Linked DNA regions of Sus scrofa: regions 1 and 3 are each linked to region 2. A link is a contact called in public HiChIP or PLAC-seq data. All regions are on one chromosome and are shown on one strand. Each heading gives the region's core, a stretch centred on a gene start, on an enhancer-like site or on the middle of the called end of the contact. The rest is flanking DNA. Distances are from core to core; before and after follow the strand shown.

Region 1 (3,724 bases), core at 75-2,574, 350 kb after region 2:
CCGGCACAAGTGCAGATAAATTCAAACTATTTCATTTGACTGATGTTTACCTTCATCTCCCAAGTTTCCATGGCTACACCAATACTGATTTGAACAAAATAATGATAGATTTCAAGATAGTACATATTCTTAAATTTAAAAAACTTTATAAAAATATTTATTTATCCCCAGCCCTCCTGCCTTCAGAATCCAGATCTTTAGGTGTAGGTTAATTTGCATGCCGATTTACTAGCTGAAAAACCAGAAAGAAATAGGAGCTTGGAAGCATTTGTCCTTAGGCAACCAATGTGAAACATCAAGAGCGCAAAATGATAACACAAATTCGGTTTGTATTATTTGCACCCAGAGCTCACTTAGAACAACCAATTACTTTTTAACGTGAAAAATAAAAATTTCCCACGAGTATGAAATGATTCAACTGATCGCATATTGACTGCACTTCTATTATGTGTTGACTCCTTTACTAAAAAGTCGTGTTGTTTTGTGTGGGAGAAAAGAGTTGTTCCAAAGTCAGATTACAAAAAAATGAGTGCACACTTTACCTCAAGAGGTTTTGCTCACAAGTAGATTCTTAGAATGTCAGTGCTGACAAGGACCTAAGGCTCCTTGATTCTGATTCCCTTCCTTTGGGGCAAGAACTGGACCTCACAGAGAAATAAGACTCCGTTTGTTTCCTGTGTTCCCGTGGCCAGCCAGAGGCCCTGTGAGAATATCTGTCTGGATGCCTCTACATAACTGTGCAGCCAGGAGACCTCATGGAATCTTTCACTTTCCACATGCTCCCATCCTGCCTAAGATGCCACATCACCGCCATTCTTCCAGCCTGGCGAGGCCGAGCTTCACAGAAGCACAGAGCACTTTTCCATTTTGGAAACCTGACCAAGCCTGCTGACCAGGCTGGGCCGCTGACAGTAGCACCAGTCCTGACTCTCTCTGTGCCAGAGTGAACAGCACTCTAAGCCAGAGTCTTTCAGAACCTTGGGACCACTTAATCCCTCAAAGCTTTTCATTCCTGCCACCTTTGGCCTCCACCCAAAATGCACGCTCCAACAGTCCTCTGTCCTCTCACATCCTGGTCCCCACCCTACTCTTTGTTCCTCTGCTATGAGTCATCTTGCCATCCTCATTCCATTTTCCTGTCAAACTCCTGGCCTTTGCTCACATGGCTCCCTCCACCTCTCCTGCCTTCTCCCTGCACAGTCCATGTGGTGAATACCCATTCATCTTTCAAGACTCATCTCAGTCATTATCCCCTGCTTTGCAAAGGAGAATCTTCACCTGCTTCCTCCTAGCTGCCTTGCCCCGTAGAATTGACAAGTCTTTCCATTGTTGCTTAATAGAAGAAAAACCAGAGGAACGTAATTCTATGGGGCAAGGCAGCTATCACAGCTCTCTAAATGGTGAAAGAATTTGTTTGCATGTCTGCCTCTACTGGATTACAGTCTCTCTGAGGGCCTAGACTTTGTTTTGTGCCCTCCACTGTATTTTCAGTGCCTGGAACAGTGTCTCCTAGCATATAGTAGGCTCTTGTTAAATATTTTGTTAACTAGATGAGTATCGCTACTGGGCCATTAGCTTCTTGGAGGCAGGAACAATGCCTTCTTTCCTCACCACTGCACAGTTCCTGGCACATATGGCTGGAGAATCATAGTAACTTCTTTCCTCAGTGCCCTATGGAATCCATATGCTACTGTAAATAAATGTCCCTTTTCATTCAAGCATTTCACCCAGGTCCCCCTCAACCTAACCTTAAACGTGGTGCTCCCTTAGGATGACTCCCCTTTTCACCCTCTTGGAAAAAGCCTCCTCATCACACAGCCCCTTTTACTAAGACCCAAGATCTGCCTACTTCTGGATTCCCATTGCAACTCAAATTCTTTCCTCACAGGCAAAAGTATTGAAAGAGTAGTTAATACCCCTGTTACTAATCAGCCTGCAGTCTTCATCGCCACTGAAATGGCTTTTTCATGGGGTCAAATGCATTGGACAATTATTAAGCCTACTTTTGCTACTTCCAATTCTTAGCGCGTATGGTTCTCAACTTCTCTGTAATGTTTGGCACTTTCAATATGAAGCATTTTCCCCCTTCACCTGCTTTTTCCCCCACCTACTTCTCTGGTCCAACTTTTGTAGACTTTTGGAAAACTCTTCTATCTTATTCTTCATCTTGCATTTTCCCTCAGGCCTCTGAACCCTATTCTCTAGTTGAACTATCACCTTTAAGATGATGAATTACAAGTGTATTCTTCTTCAAAGGCACAGCCTCATTTCTCCATTTGTCCCTGGAAAGCCCTCATGGGTAACCTGAAACACTTTTAAAATCAGCCTTTACAAAGCTGAATTTACTATGTATCTTCTAACTCTTCTCTTCTATGGCATCTCTTGCTTAATCAAAAGTACCCCAACAATGATCCCATATCCTAGCTAGAAATATGGAGAGTATTTCTAGACAAGCTCCACTTTTTCCGCCTCAGAATCCTACTTCTTTCATTCCACACCTGAGACCCAATTTCTCTCACTCTACTTCCAATACTACTTTCACATTCATCCCCCCGCCTATCCCTATGACTACTGTGAGATAATAGTCTCTAATCACATTTCTCCTGTTTAACAAAGATAAAATGATTTATGTATGAGTATTTGCAGCATGTCTTCCTCCCCTTCACAAGAAATACTTAAGAACCATCTGCTATGTCCATAGTGATAATGGATCAAAATAATTAAGAATTAGAAATAACTAGAAACAGAATGAAGGGAGAGAAAAGATAATGGAGAGAAAGAACACATCTAAGAAGGCAAGAGAGGAGTGAAAAAATAATCCTGGAGCCCACACCTGAATTGAGGATGGGAAGAGTTCTGAGTGTAGTTCTAGGAATTGAGAGATACAGAAAGGTGTGTGAATACCAAAGGATTTTTACAACATGGTTCCTGACATTCTGATAAAGTTTTGCATTGCATTTAAATATTCTTGCCTCCAAAATTCCCTTGTGGCATCACAAAGAAACTAGACCCCGTGAAGACCAAGGTAATGATCCATACCTGGATTATTGCTGTAAAACATCTCTATGTAATGTCCTAGATGCTCCCTTCAAACCTCCACCTAGGTATCAGAGTGACATTTTAAAGACAAAAACTAGACCATGACAATACTTTGATTATCTTTTATACTGTGACACTTGCCCAAGCATTCAACCAAAACTTTTGGACATTTCCCAGAGTTTAAGCCAGACTGAATAGCTAGCAGTTCCCTGAAGACATATCACATTGATGATGATTTTTTTTCTTCTACTTCAGATAGTCTCCTTTCCTTCTTCGTATCACTAATTTCTATGTCTTCAAATTCTGTATAGATAACTGCTCCTAAGTGCCTTCTTGAGCATCCACATCTGAGTCAGATCATTGCCCTCATCATCCCAATAGTCATGCTCCTTCCATTCCATGACCTTTCCATTCCCATCCTCCTCCTTGGGAAGCCAGTGCTACCAGTTTATGGTTAGTTTGCAAGACTGTTTTTTCCACAACATTTAGAAACACTGTAGGCAATGCGTATATAAAATATCTTACAAAATTTAATTGCATATATTATAAAGTTGATCAGCACGACTATAGTCAGGACAGTAGCCAGGATTCTTTGGGGCAAAAAGATGAAGAAGACCTGCTCTAAAAGATAGTAAATTATATTATCTGAACATGTGAACTGAGGATTGTGGACATATATAAAGTT
Region 2 (4,210 bases), core at 828-3,327:
ATCTAACAAGATCCAGTGAATAATGGAAGGGGTCCATTTTCATTACATATTCCCTCTAGCAAGGTTGAATGAATATACTGGTGAAAGATGAAAAGAATTAATTGATTTTTTTATAGTTTCAGGTACCTACAGTTTCAGATACATATATGATAACGTGTTAATAGACATAAATAACCTTTACTTGCTTATATTCTCATATTAGAGTGCTGGAAACTGTTTAGGCTATATTTAATAAATATCAATTCTTCCTTTTAGGAGCTTACAATCAGAAACTGATGATAATAAAACAGAGAAACAGGAGTTCCCGTCGTGGCACAGCAGAAACAAATCTGACTAGGAACCATGAGTTTGTGGGTTCAATTCCTGGCCTCACTCAGTGGGTTAAGGATCTGGCATTGCTGTGAGCTGTGGTGTAGGTCACAGATACAGCTTGGATCTGGCATTGCTGTGGCTCTGGCATAGGCTGGCAGCTGTAGCTCCAATTAGACTCCATATGCCTCAAGTGTGACCCTGAAAAGACAAAAGACCAAAAAAAAAAAAAAACCCAAAACAGAGAAATGTATAAGGAGAGATAGCTTGGCAAACCACATATAAAATGATATTCAAATATAAATGTATTCGATTTGCTACAAATATGGAAGAGACATGCTTATCAAGAGAGAATAAAAAGACAATATCTGTTATTAGGAAGTAAGTTCTTGGTGCTAGCAGGTTATATCAAACAATCCTTTAATGTCTACAAGAAGCGATTTTATCTATCTATCTATTTATCTATCTATCCATCTATCCATCCAAATGGAACATATGAAGTAAAATGATCAAAGGAAGAGGGTAGTGAGAAGACACAAGATGCGGTTAGATCAGAGGGTATAAAAGAAGAGAGAAAAATGACCAGTAAGGCATTTAAAAAATTAGGATGAAAGAGTTTGCAGCTGAGCAAGAGGATCTTACATATGATCTATCAGATAAGTTTAAAAAAAATCATATGGCCTCAGAGAAGTCTGGCACACATAAACCGACAGGTGAAAAAGATAAGTTTGGCAGAAGAGGTATTCTGGGGAGATGAGTCTATGATTATCCAAAAAAAAAATAAAGGATCACCTGTAAACCATAAAACAAACTTAATAGAGTTAAGTTCTTATTTTTCACTGAAACAACACAGTGCATTATTTGGACAATATCACCTCTGAGATAATACGATTTGGTCATTAAAATGACTGAAATAAACATACATGGAACCACTAATTCATGTGTCTGGACTGCATTAATGATCAAATTGAGAAACAGTTCACATAATCCAGTTATTTGTGTGGCTATCACTCAACAAATATTAATTGGCTGCTCTTTGTAATACATTACAGCAAATAGTTACTATACAAAATGCCAATTGAACACAGAGTGCTTTTTCTTGTTTATTCTATAAAAAATCCTTCAGAAGAGTTGAAAAGAAGACAAATCAGATTCAGAAAATGTCATGACTGAAAAAGCAGCTTTAATTAGGAACTGGAAATAGAAATCGAAAAACAACCAAGAGCCAGTGAGGTGTTTTATTTGGGAGCTTTCTTATTTATCAGTGTTCTTTACTGATACATGGATGTTAGATGTGGGCAAAGTGAAAGACAGATGATAAATTTCCATTTAATATGAATTGTTATGGAACTTGTCTTGCAGACAGAAGCAATGTGGAGAACAGAGGTGAACACAGATATGGTTTTATTAGATATATGTATTCATTCAACAAATATTTTTTTGAGGTCATGTTATTTTGCAAGCGCTATCTAGGCACTGGGGTTCTAACACGAATTAAGCATGGCCCCTGCCATTGGTGAAGCAACCAACATGAAAAAGCTAATTTGGAAGGGGTGGTGGTGAAGGGTCTCTAAAGTAGATGAGGTGAGAGTCAGACTAAATGAGGAAAGAGGCTCAGAAGCCAAGGAGAGAGAGTTGTGTAATTGGTTATCAGCAGTGTCAAATTCTGTACATAAGTCAAGGAGCATCAAGATGGAGAAATGCCATCTGGTTTTGGCAGTGAGCGTGTTACTGGAGACCTTGGCAAGGCTAGCTTCTGGGAAGTGGCGTGGGTTAGGGCTGGTCTGGATCAGGTTCAGGAGTATTTTCACTGAGGAACTGAATGCATCTGGTGCACTCTAGGAGTTGGGAGAGGTAGGGGAGGGAAACAGTTGTTAGAGGGTGTATTTCTTGAGGCCCTGGGATATCTGAGACAGCAAAAACCCCCACCCACAGGCTTTTAAGTTCTATTTTGTGAAAACCCTAGCTTTCACCAGCAATAAGGAAAGGGCATTTACATCTTCAAGTAGCCTTTGTTGAGCTTGTTTGTTCTCTCCGGGGCAGTGAGTCACTCTGGAACACTGACCCTGCCATTGAAGTCAGCAGATTCTATTTGGAGAGCATTGGCGATTGTGGGGGAAGTTGTTTAAAAAGTTGACAAAAACATTTACTCTCCCTGATACGCTAAACACCTGCGTGTATTAGTTTTGGCAACTGAATATCAGCTTGGGAGCACGCGAATGCTGTTCGAGTCAAAGCAAAGGGAAGTCTCGTCTTCTGAAGGAGCTAAATGTACATGACACAGGAAGGAGTTATAATACTTTCTATTTTGGTTGTCTCTCATTTGAAAAGAATTTTAAAGAGAAAAGTGGTTCTGCAAATGCCAACTTCAATTAAAATGCTAAATACTAGTTGCAGTTTCCCCACCTCTGCCAAAGGGAATATGTCCAATGTGACCAGCCACCTGTTTCCCTTTATAAGAGCTCAAGACTGCTGCTTCATCCAGCACACTGGACTGACACTAAATATCAGTGTGATGATGAATCAAAAGTCAACAGCAGCAGAGTTTTATTTACCCAGAAGTGACCTTTAGTAAGGTCATCTCTTTTTGAGAGGACATTGCAGTCATTAAAGTTGAAACCCTTATGCAGAGGCTCCTTAAGCCTATTTAAGGCATGAGATGTAGGGCATCATGATCTTCAGTGTTTCCAATTTGATCAAATATACATATATCTGTATATGTATACATACGCCAACATGTCGGCGGAAGATGTTTGAGCAGAGAGTAATGGCACATGGTTTGTGATGGCTTAACTAGACACAGTGAAGGTCATAGAACTAGAAATTTAAGAATCAATTACGAAACAGGCTAAAGTTGCAGTCAAGAGAGTGGGTTTGGAATCAGTAAGACGTGGGTTTTAATGACAGCTGTGTCATTTATTAGCTGTGTGGCATCAGTGGCCTAATTTGTTTTTGACCACGCCTATAGCATGTGGAAGTTCCCGGACCAGAGACTGAACCCCGGGCCACAGCAGCAACCTGAGTTGAGCCACCAGGGAACTTCTGACCTAAATTTTTAAGCCTCTGTTTCCTCATCTATAAAATGCAAATAATACCAGTATGCCTAATGTATGCTGTTCTTTTAAGAATGAAGTGACACGGTTCATGCAGCTTAATCCAAGACCAGGCATATATAGTAAATGCTTCATAAGTAATGGCCATTATTTCCCTCAATAATTCCTTGTTGATCAGGAAAATAGAAACCATTAGCGTTCTTTATAAGAGTTAATATAAAAATGAATGTATGAAACAACTTGTAAAAATTCTAGTTTTGGAAAACAATCGAAATATGTCTAAGAAAAACTATAAGCATGATAAATCCAATCTAAGAAGACTGAAATGAGAACATTTTAATCACCAAACAGAACCCAGAAAAAGAACCGAAGGGTTTTAAAAGTTATATCCACTCCTAAAATTTAATAAGATTCTGATTTTGCTAATGTTAAAAAACCTCATTTCTACTAAATGTAAAAATTAGAAATTAGCTTTATCATATATATAAAGCATATCAGCACTCTTGGTGAAATTAATAGTAAAAAATTATTCCAAGTAGGTTCTGTGGGACACGTTAGTGATATTCGGATAACCATCAGTGCCCCTCTCTCCACGTATAAAATGCCCTATCCATTTGTGGAATAAATTGATGGCTGAAAATCTTCACTATATTATCTCTTTTATGGTCCCTAGTTCACCATTTAATATGGAGGCCCTAGGCCCTTTCTGCCATCAGTCAGACGTGGACCTTCTGCCAGTTCTCAGACCCCAGGTTTAATCAAAATGCCTGGCTCACCAAGCCCTGTTTGCATCCTTCATTTGTCCAGTTCTTAGGGGAACTTTGTCAGTTTGAGATATATCATTCTCT
Region 3 (3,775 bases), core at 329-2,828, 330 kb after region 2:
GAATAAGCATCAGTTTAAGTCACAAGAAAAATTCATTCTTATTTGGAAGTTTCCACTGTGGCTCAGCAGTAGCAAGCCCAACTAGTATCCATGATGATGTGGATATGGTCCCTGGCCTCAATGAGTGGGTTAAGTCTCTGACATTGCCAAGAGCTCTGCTGTAGGTCACAGATATGGCTCAGATTCTGCATTGCTGTGGCTGTGGTGTAGGCCATCAGCTGTAGCTCCAATTTGACCCCTAGCCTGGAAACTTCCATATGCTATATATGTGGCCCTATAAAAAGCAAAACGAAACAAACAAAAACATTCATTCTTGTTTGGATTTATACCTTATTTTGGTTAACTTGGTCTTTACTTATTTACAACATTCAAATCCACATTTAAAAGATTCAGTTTATGCCATTATAGACTTCAAAAAATGCCCTGTTTTCCAAGACAATTCAAAAAGGGAATGTAAAAATATTTTGAGCAATGATAGCATGTCTGCAGTAAATATAAGACCACCTAAGGTAACCACTCCAAGGAGGACAATATACATTAGGAATTACTGAGAGTTCCCATCATAGCTCAGTGGAAACGAATCTGACTAGCATCCATGAGGATGCAGGTTCAATCCTTGGCCTTGCTCAGTGGGTTAAGGATCCAGCATTGCTGTGAGCTGTGGTGTAGGCTGCAGATGTGGCTGGATCTGGCATCGCTGTGGCTGTGGCATAGGCCAGCGCCCATAGCTCTGATTCGACCCCTAGCCTGGGAATCTCTATATGCCATGGGTACAACTCTAAAAAGACAAATAAACAAACAAAAATTATGAATTATCAATTTCAGTGCTTTTAAAAGTTATTTAAATTATTTTATAAATCCAATCTATAGATAATCCACCAGCTAAAATTTTTCTTAAAACAGGGATTAGATGTCTTTTTGTGGTTGCTGAGGGGGAGGGGGAGGGAGTGAGATGGATGGGGAGCTTGGGGTTAATGCATGCAGACTATTGCCTTTGGAATGGGTTAGCAATGAGATCCTGCTGTATAGCACTGGGAGCATGATAATGTGAGAAAAAAGAATGTGTATATGTATGTGTAACTGGGTCACCATGCTGTACAGCAGGAAAAAAAAATGTATTGGGTAAATAAAATAAAATAAAATATATTAGAACAAGATGTCTTTATAAAGTTTCAGCTAATGATATTTAATACAAATACAAATAATAAATTATAAGAGAGGATCATTTTGAGCTACTAAGTAACTATTTGAGAGGCAGGACAGTATACCAGATACAGTCATGGGCTCCATTTGCTCAATCGCCAGGATGGAGCTCTGACTCAGTCACTTAATAGTTGTATGACCTTGGTTTCCTGTCTGTAAAATTGGTCTAATAATAGTATCAGTCTCATTGGTTTGTTGTAAGGACTAAATTATAGATCTTTCTCAATTTAAATTCACATTCCAATAAACCTATTATAAGTTGAAAATACTGTAAATTAAAAGTGTGTTTAACATACACATAAAAATTAATAAACAGAAGCCCCAATTAAATAGAATAGGGAGGCCAGCAGGGGGAGCTCTCATGCCCTGCGAAGATAGCAGAGCCCAAAGGAAAAAACCCTTCTTTCCTGGCAAAGACTAGGCCAATGAAAAGCTATGGACTCTTTGTTTACTACCATCCTCCTGACTTCCTTTTTCTCTCTGGAAAAGTGTTCTCTTTCCCTTGCCATATGAAACTTTAGCATGCTTGCCATGGTTGCATATTCCAAATTGCAACTCTCTGCTGATCCTGAATAAACTTTGCTGCAGAAATATCCAGCAATGCATTTGTTTTAGGTCGATATTTTGGTGGCCTATATGGAAACCCAATTCTCAATGGTGAATCTCTGAGGAACTACAGGGGCTCTTCCCAATCACCCCTCTTAGTCAGCTTGAAGCAACCTTTCTCCAGACTGGAGATGAATCTCTTTCAGTCCTACTTAACATCGGAGCCACACTCTCAGTGCTCAACCCCACTGCTCTGAGTGCCTGCCTGCCTCAGAGTAGTAATGCAGTTCAAATATTGGGAATTTATATTTTTATTTTTTTTCGTCTTTTGTCTTTTTCAGGGCCACACCCGCAGCAGCATATGGAGATTCCCAGGCCAAGGGTCTAATCAGAGCTACAGCTGCCAGCCTACACAATAGCCACTGCAATGCCCGATCCGACCATGTCTGCAAACTGGCAAACTACACCACAGGTCACAGCAACACCAGATCCTTAACCCACTAGCAAGGCCAAGGATCAAACCCACAAGATCATGGTTCCTAGTCGGATTCGTTTCCGCTGTGCCACGACGAGAACTTCTAGTGGGAATTTCTAATGAGCCTCAGGAGGTTCCTGTCTCTGAAAATATTCCCTTTTGTTTAGGCTCTTTGAGAGACAGACACCCACTTCTCCTTAGTTCCTCTGCTGCTACCCATTTCTTAAGCCAAGACTTCTCATGCTGAAATTTCTTTCCTCCAAAAGAGGGAAATAATTCTAGAATTGAAAGTAGCCATCAAAGCAACCTGCTAGGTGAATGAAAAGACACTTTGACATCTTTTCTCACAGTACAGGACCTGATTCTGGAAATACTGATCATTTGTCTCTGTTGAATCAGCTACCACCCTCCTTATGGGCAAAATATCCAACTGATATTGATAAAATTCACAGTGCACTTCCCATCAAGACTTAAATAGATCCCTCAAAACCTCTTCCCAGAATTAATCAATACCCTATAAATAAAGAAGCCCTTCAAGGCCAAAAGCCCATAGTAGAAGATTATAGGGCTCAAAGCCTCGTTTTGTCTTATACTAGCCCCTGTAATACTCCCATCTACCAGTGAGAAAACCAAAGGGCTGAGGGCGGAGGTTTGTTCAGGACCTCTGAGAAATAAACAGCATTGTTATCCCTCAACACCTTATTATTGTTCAAAACATCCATTCCCCTGGAAGCATATTCTTTCCTGCAATTGCTTTATGCAGTGCATTCTTTAGTATTCCAGTTGATAAAGTTTAGCCAATACCTTTTTTGCCTTCCTTTGAGAAGAAAAACAAATTACTTGGACTGTAATGCTTCAGGGTTTTCCTTATAGTCCTTGGTGTTTCTCCCAAATCCACAAGGCTGATCTGGATGATATAAAGTTCCTTAGAAGTTCTGCTTTGTTGAACTTTGTGAATAATTTACTTCTTTGCTCACCTCTTCAAGCCTCCTTATAGGATGAGAGCATCCATTTGCTAAGGCTTTTAGCCTCAAAGGAACATAAATCACCAAGGAAAAATTGCAATTTACCTAAACCCAGCTTTGCTATTTGGAGTATCTGATATTAGAATAAGGGCTATTTTGATCCAGATAGACTTTGTGGTGTCCCGAGTTTCCCAAAACCCAAACCTCAGTGCCAGCTTGAGGTTTTCTCAAGCTAGTTGGTTACTGACGAAATCGGCTTCCAAATTTCTCTCTTATGGACATACTTCTTTATGTTTTACTAAGCAATAACGATCTAGATCAAATTTTATGGGAAGGACAGGATGACATAGACTTAAAGGCTTTAAAGGAGAGTTTGATGAACTTAGCTGTCCTCACACATCCCAGTTATCAAATTCCCTTTTTTCCTGTTTGTATATGAAAAGAAAGGGAATGTCATTAGCCTACTCACCCAAAACCATGGGGAGCACCATCAATCCACAGGGTGTTATAACCAAATATTGGGCCATGTGGCATGGGGATACACTCTGTTGCCTTATAGCCATTACAGCACTATCTTTTTAGTTAA

What was found. HiChIP or PLAC-seq counts read pairs in DNA pulled down with a chosen protein or histone mark.
Region 1: an H3K27ac HiChIP or PLAC-seq map of alveolar macrophages shows a contact between it and region 2. The contact joins two enhancer-like sites. A contact is called at or near these places in 1 of 47 Hi-C or Micro-C datasets (skeletal muscle) and 2 of 2 datasets of contacts at active chromatin or transcription factors (alveolar macrophages and skeletal muscle).
Region 3: an H3K27ac HiChIP or PLAC-seq map of alveolar macrophages shows a contact between it and region 2. The contact joins two enhancer-like sites. A contact is called at or near these places in 2 of 2 datasets of contacts at active chromatin or transcription factors (alveolar macrophages and skeletal muscle).

The regions. Positions count from the first base shown.
Region 1 is chr13:180,333,662-180,337,385 of Sscrofa11.1, forward strand. All of the region lies in intron 3 of LOC106505836 (a long non-coding RNA gene), which reads left to right. Among named protein-coding and RNA genes, the nearest start is that of USP25, 240 kb to the right of the region's middle. Within about 2 kb of position 1,325, at least 3 of the 83 cell types and tissues checked have an H3K27ac peak or open chromatin away from gene starts, as enhancers often do. A contact at or near this core is called in alveolar macrophages, where this site is marked.
Region 2 is chr13:179,978,609-179,982,818 of Sscrofa11.1, forward strand. No RefSeq gene overlaps it. Among named protein-coding and RNA genes, the nearest start is that of NRIP1, 64 kb to the left of the region's middle. Within about 2 kb of position 2,078, at least 33 of the 83 cell types and tissues checked have an H3K27ac peak or open chromatin away from gene starts, as enhancers often do. A contact at or near this core is called in alveolar macrophages, where this site is marked.
Region 3 is chr13:180,306,038-180,309,812 of Sscrofa11.1, forward strand. The region is part of intron 1 of LOC106505836 (a long non-coding RNA gene); the gene reads left to right. Among named protein-coding and RNA genes, the nearest start is that of USP25, 260 kb to the right of the region's middle. Within about 2 kb of position 1,579, at least 3 of the 83 cell types and tissues checked have an H3K27ac peak or open chromatin away from gene starts, as enhancers often do. A contact at or near this core is called in alveolar macrophages, where this site is marked.